Regions from separate parts of the Mus musculus genome. Here region 1 is linked to region 2. Evidence: chromatin contacts called from public promoter capture Hi-C data. All regions are on one chromosome and are shown on one strand. The core of a region is the stretch at or near the end of the contact, and the rest is flanking DNA. Distances in the headings are between cores, read along the strand shown.

Region 1 (2,700 bases), core at 87-2,586, 170 kb before region 2:
CTAGGATTTGAACTCAGGACCTCTGGAAGAGCAGTCAGTGCTCTTTTGTTTTGTTTTGAGACATGGTTTCTCTGTGTAGCTCTGGCTGTCCTGGAGCTGATTGGCACAAGGGCATGCACGCATATGTGCTCTCTCTCTCTCTCTCACACACACACACACACACACACACACACACACACACACACACACAATTAAACGCTAATGAATAGTAATCGGGCATGGTCATTCTTACCTGTAATCTCAGGAAGAGAGGATGGGGCAGAATAACCATGGGTTTGAGGCCCATCTAGGGTGAGGCATCAAACACACACAGGAGAGCAAAGAAGTTTACCATGGAGATCTATACCAGCTTCTCTTTATTCTTCCACTAATGGTCAATTGAATTTTTTGGTGCTTGTGAATGCTACGAATATATTCACTGTTCTGTGTGGAAAATCATTTCTCTGGGCACAATTTACTGAAGACTGTCTTTTCTTCATCATGTTCTGGCTCCTTTGTCAAAAGTCAACTGATTCCAAATGCTGGAGATGGCTCAGCAGTTAAGAGCACTGGCTGCTCTTGAAGACCCCAGCACCCACATGGCAGCTCACAACCTTCTGTAACCTGGGGATCTGATATGCCTTCCTCTGGCCTCATAGGCACCAAGCACACATACAGCAGGCAAGCACTCATACACATTTTCTGGGCAGTGGTGGTGCATGCCTTTAATTCTAGCACTCAGGAGGCAGATGAATCTCTATGGGTTTGAGGCCAGCCTGGTCCTCAGAGCAAGTTCCAGGATACCCAGGGCTACACAAAGAAATCCTGTTTAAAAAATAAAAATTCCTAAACAAACAAAGAGCCTTTAAACAGATGAATTGCAAGATTCCTACCTGTTTCTGGGCTTCCTGTTCTGTTGGTCAATGGCAAGTGGTCCCTCTCACCAGCATCGTGTTGTAATTACCGTAAGTTAGAAGTTTAAAGCTGGCCCCCAGCTTTGTCCTGTTTGCTCAGGATTATATTGGGTACCTGGGATCTTTTATGGCTCCCTAACCCATTTTCAGATTTCCCTCCTTTTCTGTGAGTTGTGTGTGCATACCTGTGTGTGTGTGTGTGTACGTGTGTCAGGGACCTGACCCACAGTCTCAGACAGGCAAAACAAACATTTTGCCACTGAGCTACACCCCAATGTCATAGAAGTTTTGTTTCAGGAAAGGCCTCAATAGGCAGTCCCAGGAAGACTGGAACTCACTACACAGAGCTGGCTGGTATCCAGCTTACCAGGATCCTTCCTCCTTGTGGAGCGCTGGATTAGAGCATGTGCCAGCACCTTTGGCCACAGTGGCATTTGGATAGGGACTACATTCACTCCTGTGATGTCTCTGACCCGGGGACGCAGAGCCGTCTTGTTCTCTGCTCCTCCTCCAGTTTCTCCCAAGCCTTTATTTACCGTGTTCAGTATTCTCGGGACTGTGGTTCCGGCTCAGTGACACAGTGCTTGCTCGATGTGTGTGTGGGCCTGGGCTCTATGACTGGCACAAAATCCCTAAACACTTTAATTTCTTCTAGGTATTGCAAGTGGCATTTATCATTTTCAGAGTTTACAGTTGGCAGAGGGAAATACTTGTGTTTTTAGCAGTGTGCTTGGTACACACCTTTAACCCCAACACCCAGGAGGCAGAGACCCTGGCCTCAGAGGCTCTACAGGATGAACAAGAGTAGCCTGAACTACATAGCAAAACTAAATAAAACATAGTATTAAATGACCTAAGGAACAATGCGCTGCCGGAAGTGCGTGAGATGGCTGGCTCAGTGGGTAAAGGTGCTCACAGCAGCCCTGAGTTTGCTGGGACCCACATGATAGCAAGAGGGAACCAATGCCAGCTAGACTCCCTCACCCGCAGGCTGCACACAAAGAAATATAATGTAAGAAGATTAATAATAATGTGTGCCCAGGCGCACCTCCTCCTTCCTAAGGCCGTCTCTGGCTGGCCGCAGCCGAACTGCAAGTGTCTTGGCAAGCATCTCCTGGTCTGTCTTAGAACACTCTAAGGGACTCTGGCTCTGTCCTTGCTCCAACTGTTTCCTCTCCTCCAAAGTCTCAAGTCCAGCCAGCACAGCACCGACACGCATGGTAAAGAGCACAGTTTATTAAGGACGACTCATCAACAGCCCTGGCCTGCTGAGCTCCCGGGAGCTGCAGGAGCTCAGGCTCGGGGTTCCCCCTTAAGAATCAAGGGCAGATCCTTCCCTCAGGCAGCGTCCAACTGCGGAGCCACCCTACCCAAGACAAAGTCTCCATGTCCTTGGCCTTCATCTCAAGGACCAAGTGGTGGGCACAGGATGCAGGTCTCCCACAGAAACAAATCAGATGCAGTGATTCCAGTAGCATGGTCCCAGGAAACGGGGCAAGGGGTGGGGTGGGGGAGGCAGGCAAGAAGGAATGAATGCATCCGCGTCCTGGGCAGCATTTGCTGCGTCCCAGTCAACAAAGGGAGCAGTACTGGGGCTGAGCTACCAGCTACCAAGTCCTAGGTCTGGGGGCGGTCAAGATGGCGGGAGTGTATATGGCCTCCCTTATACTCGGCTCTAGGGTAAAGCTGGCAGCCCTCTCAGGCAGGAACGGGGAGAGGATGTCAGGGTTAACCTTGGGGAATAAGACAATCCATATTTGAATTCTCCAACTCCTTTAGCATCCTGGCCACTCCTCCCCAGGTCACT
Region 2 (2,700 bases), core at 93-2,592:
TAAATCTGTTTCTCCTGGGCCTATCTGTAGCTAGGTTATACTATACAGTCCCATATACCCCAGGAAAACGTCTATTCAGAAGTAAGAAGCCAACTGACTTCATTTACCTAATAACGATGGAAAATACTTGTATTTAATTGAGAGATGTATTACACTAGCCAAATGAGTTCAATATAATTAACCATTTGGTCATAGGACAACCAGCACTCCCTTTCCTTAAAATCATTACTAATAATTAACAGTTCCTAGCTGGACATGGTGCTGCACACCTTTAATCCCAACACCCAGGAGGCAGAGGCAGGCTGATCTCTGTGAGTTTAAGGCCAGCCTGGTCTACCAAGCTAGTTCTAGGACAGCCAGGGCTACACAAAGAAACTGTGTCTTGAATCTAAAAAAAGAAAAAAAAATGCTTAGATTCACCCAAAAAGTCAGTAAAGTTCATTCCAGAATACCCAGAGCATGTAAGATGCCAGCAGGGCAAATATGGCACAAAGGTCTTTGATGAAGTAACACACACTATAATCTCAGCATTTGGGAAGCCGAGACAAGAGTTGAAGCACAGCTAGATCCTGATACAAAGAAAGAAAACAAAACATACAGACAAACAAGAAGTCTATGTATCCAAGGGCTTCAGAGATGACTTAGTGATGTATACATACCTCTGTTAGAGTCCTGAGTTCAGTTCCCAGTACCCACACAGGCAGCTCACAACCACCTCTAACTCCTGCCTCAAGGAATCCAGCATCCTCTGAGTCTGAGTGCTCACGCACAAACACATATAGAATTCAAAAACAGAAACTACAGTTTTAAAAAGGGCATCCAAGGTAGGCCAGATAAAAGTGTATCTTTGAGAAAATCAACATGGCAAAGAGAAAAGTGTACTCTCTCCCTTAATACTAAATAATAGTATTACCAACCTTCTTTAACAAATGAACATATGCTGACTCACTCTACTGCAAGAATACTAATACTGTTCCTACCACACACACAAACCCTGGCTTCCAGTCTTGCTTTCAATCATAATAATATCTGGCTTGTGGATTTCACTAGAAGATGTAGTGTCTCGAGTATGGAAAAGCTGAGCTTCTAAAGTGTTCACCGCTCCTGCAGGGGAGGCTTTCAGACCAGATAGTACTCCTACTTACCCGGATGGTTTCAGATGCAAAGTGCCCTTCAGAAATCATCAAGTTTCCTGTCTCGTCCAGCTTCACAATGGCTCCTGAGTTAGCCTGTACTTCAGCTTCAAAGGCTTGGTGCTTCTGCAGCTTTCCCTGGTAGTGGAACACAAGTAAGCCCCAAGTGTTACCACACAACACTCCTCTTGTCCCCACACCAAAGGTCCCTTGTCCTCATTCCCATCTGCTCTAGTGAGGGAGGCAACCACTCAAATACAAAGGCTATGTATCTCTACAACCCTGGCCTGTGAGCACTTTCAACATGGCAGGTGCAAGACACTATAGAATATTTAAATTTATTGTCTATGGAAAAGCAGTTTTATCTAGAGAAACAAGACCACACTCAGTTTTCCTAGCTCTCAGTGTTTACCCTGTTTTTTTGTTTTTTGTTTTTCATTTGTTTGTTTGTTTGTTTGTTTTTGAGACAGGGTTTCTCTGTGTAGTCCTGGCTGTCCTAGAACTCACTCTGTAGACCAGGCTGTCCTGGAACTCAGAAATCCGCCTGCCTCTGCCTCCCAAGTGCTGGGATTAAAGGCGTGCACCACCACGCCTGGCTTCATGTTTACCTTGTTTAATTCAGTCATTCACATTCCACTTGCTTAAACCTTGCCTACATTTCTTTCATTCATTCATTCATTCATTCATTCATTCATTCATTCAATGTATGCAAGTACACTGTTGTTCTCTGCAGACACACCAGAAGAGGCAGGTAAATCTCTGAGTTTGAGGCTAGCCTGGTCTACATATTGAGTTTCAGGGCAGCTAGGGCAGCACAGGAAGACCCTGTATTAAAAACTAAAAATCCAGCCGGGCGTGGTGGCACATGCCTTTGATCCCAGCCCTTGGGAGGTAGAGGCAGGCGAATTTCTGAGTTTGAGGCCAGCCTGGTCTACAGAGTGAGTTCCAGGACAGCCAGGACTACACAGAGAAACCCTGCCTCAGGGTTGGTGAGATGGCTCAGTGGGTAAGAGCACCTGACTGCTCTTCCAAAGGTCTGGAGTTCAAATCCCAGCAACCACATGGTGGCTCACAACCATCTGTAACAAGATCTGACGCCCTCTTCTGGAGTGTCTGAAGACAGCTACAGTGTACTTACATATAATAAATAAATAAATCTTAAAAAAAAAAAAAAAAAAAGAAACCCTGCCTCAAACCCCCACCCACCATCCCAAAAATAGAACTATCAGTTTAAAGTAGTGGTTCTCAAGCTGTGTGGTCAGCAAAAACATCAGAAACACAGATATTCACATTATGATCCAACAATAGTAGCAAATTACAGTTATAAAATAGCAACAAAAATACTTTTATGGTTGGGAGTCACCACAACATGAGGAACTGCAGCATTAGGAAGGTTGAGAATCACGAGTTTAAAGTATACCGAAAAGAAAACCTCATGCTTGAAAGCCACTCTTACTCCGCCCCAACCCCTCATATGTTAGGGTCTTCTCAGAGCACAGAGTTGGTCTTTACAATGTGTCTGACTTACATTATAGCTACCCAACCTTTTTTGGGCCCCTGACTTTTG

What was found. Capture Hi-C pulls out chosen DNA fragments and counts their contacts.
Region 1: a contact with region 2 is called in a promoter capture Hi-C map of adipose tissue. The contact joins two enhancer-like sites. A contact is called at or near these places in 1 of 484 Hi-C or Micro-C datasets (hippocampal excitatory neurons) and 4 of 9 other capture datasets (adipose tissue, embryonic stem cells, liver and 1 more).

What each region holds. Positions count from the first base shown.
Region 1 is chr2:30,151,422-30,154,121 of GRCm38.p6, reverse strand. It overlaps Tbc1d13 (TBC1 domain family, member 13), which reads right to left. Exons shown (of 12, transcript NM_146252.3): 12 at 2,108-2,700. Among named protein-coding and RNA genes, the nearest start is that of Gm31080, 9.8 kb to the left of the region's middle. Within about 2 kb of position 1,336, at least 8 of the 459 cell types and tissues checked have an H3K27ac peak or open chromatin away from gene starts, as enhancers often do. A contact at or near this core is called in adipose tissue, where this site is marked.
Region 2 is chr2:29,978,648-29,981,347 of GRCm38.p6, reverse strand. Sptan1 (spectrin alpha, non-erythrocytic 1) reads right to left here. Exons shown (of 57, transcript NM_001177667.1): 3 at 1,146-1,271. Among named protein-coding and RNA genes, the nearest start is that of Sptan1, 14 kb to the right of the region's middle. Within about 2 kb of position 1,342, at least 10 of the 459 cell types and tissues checked have an H3K27ac peak or open chromatin away from gene starts, as enhancers often do. A contact at or near this core is called in adipose tissue, where this site is marked.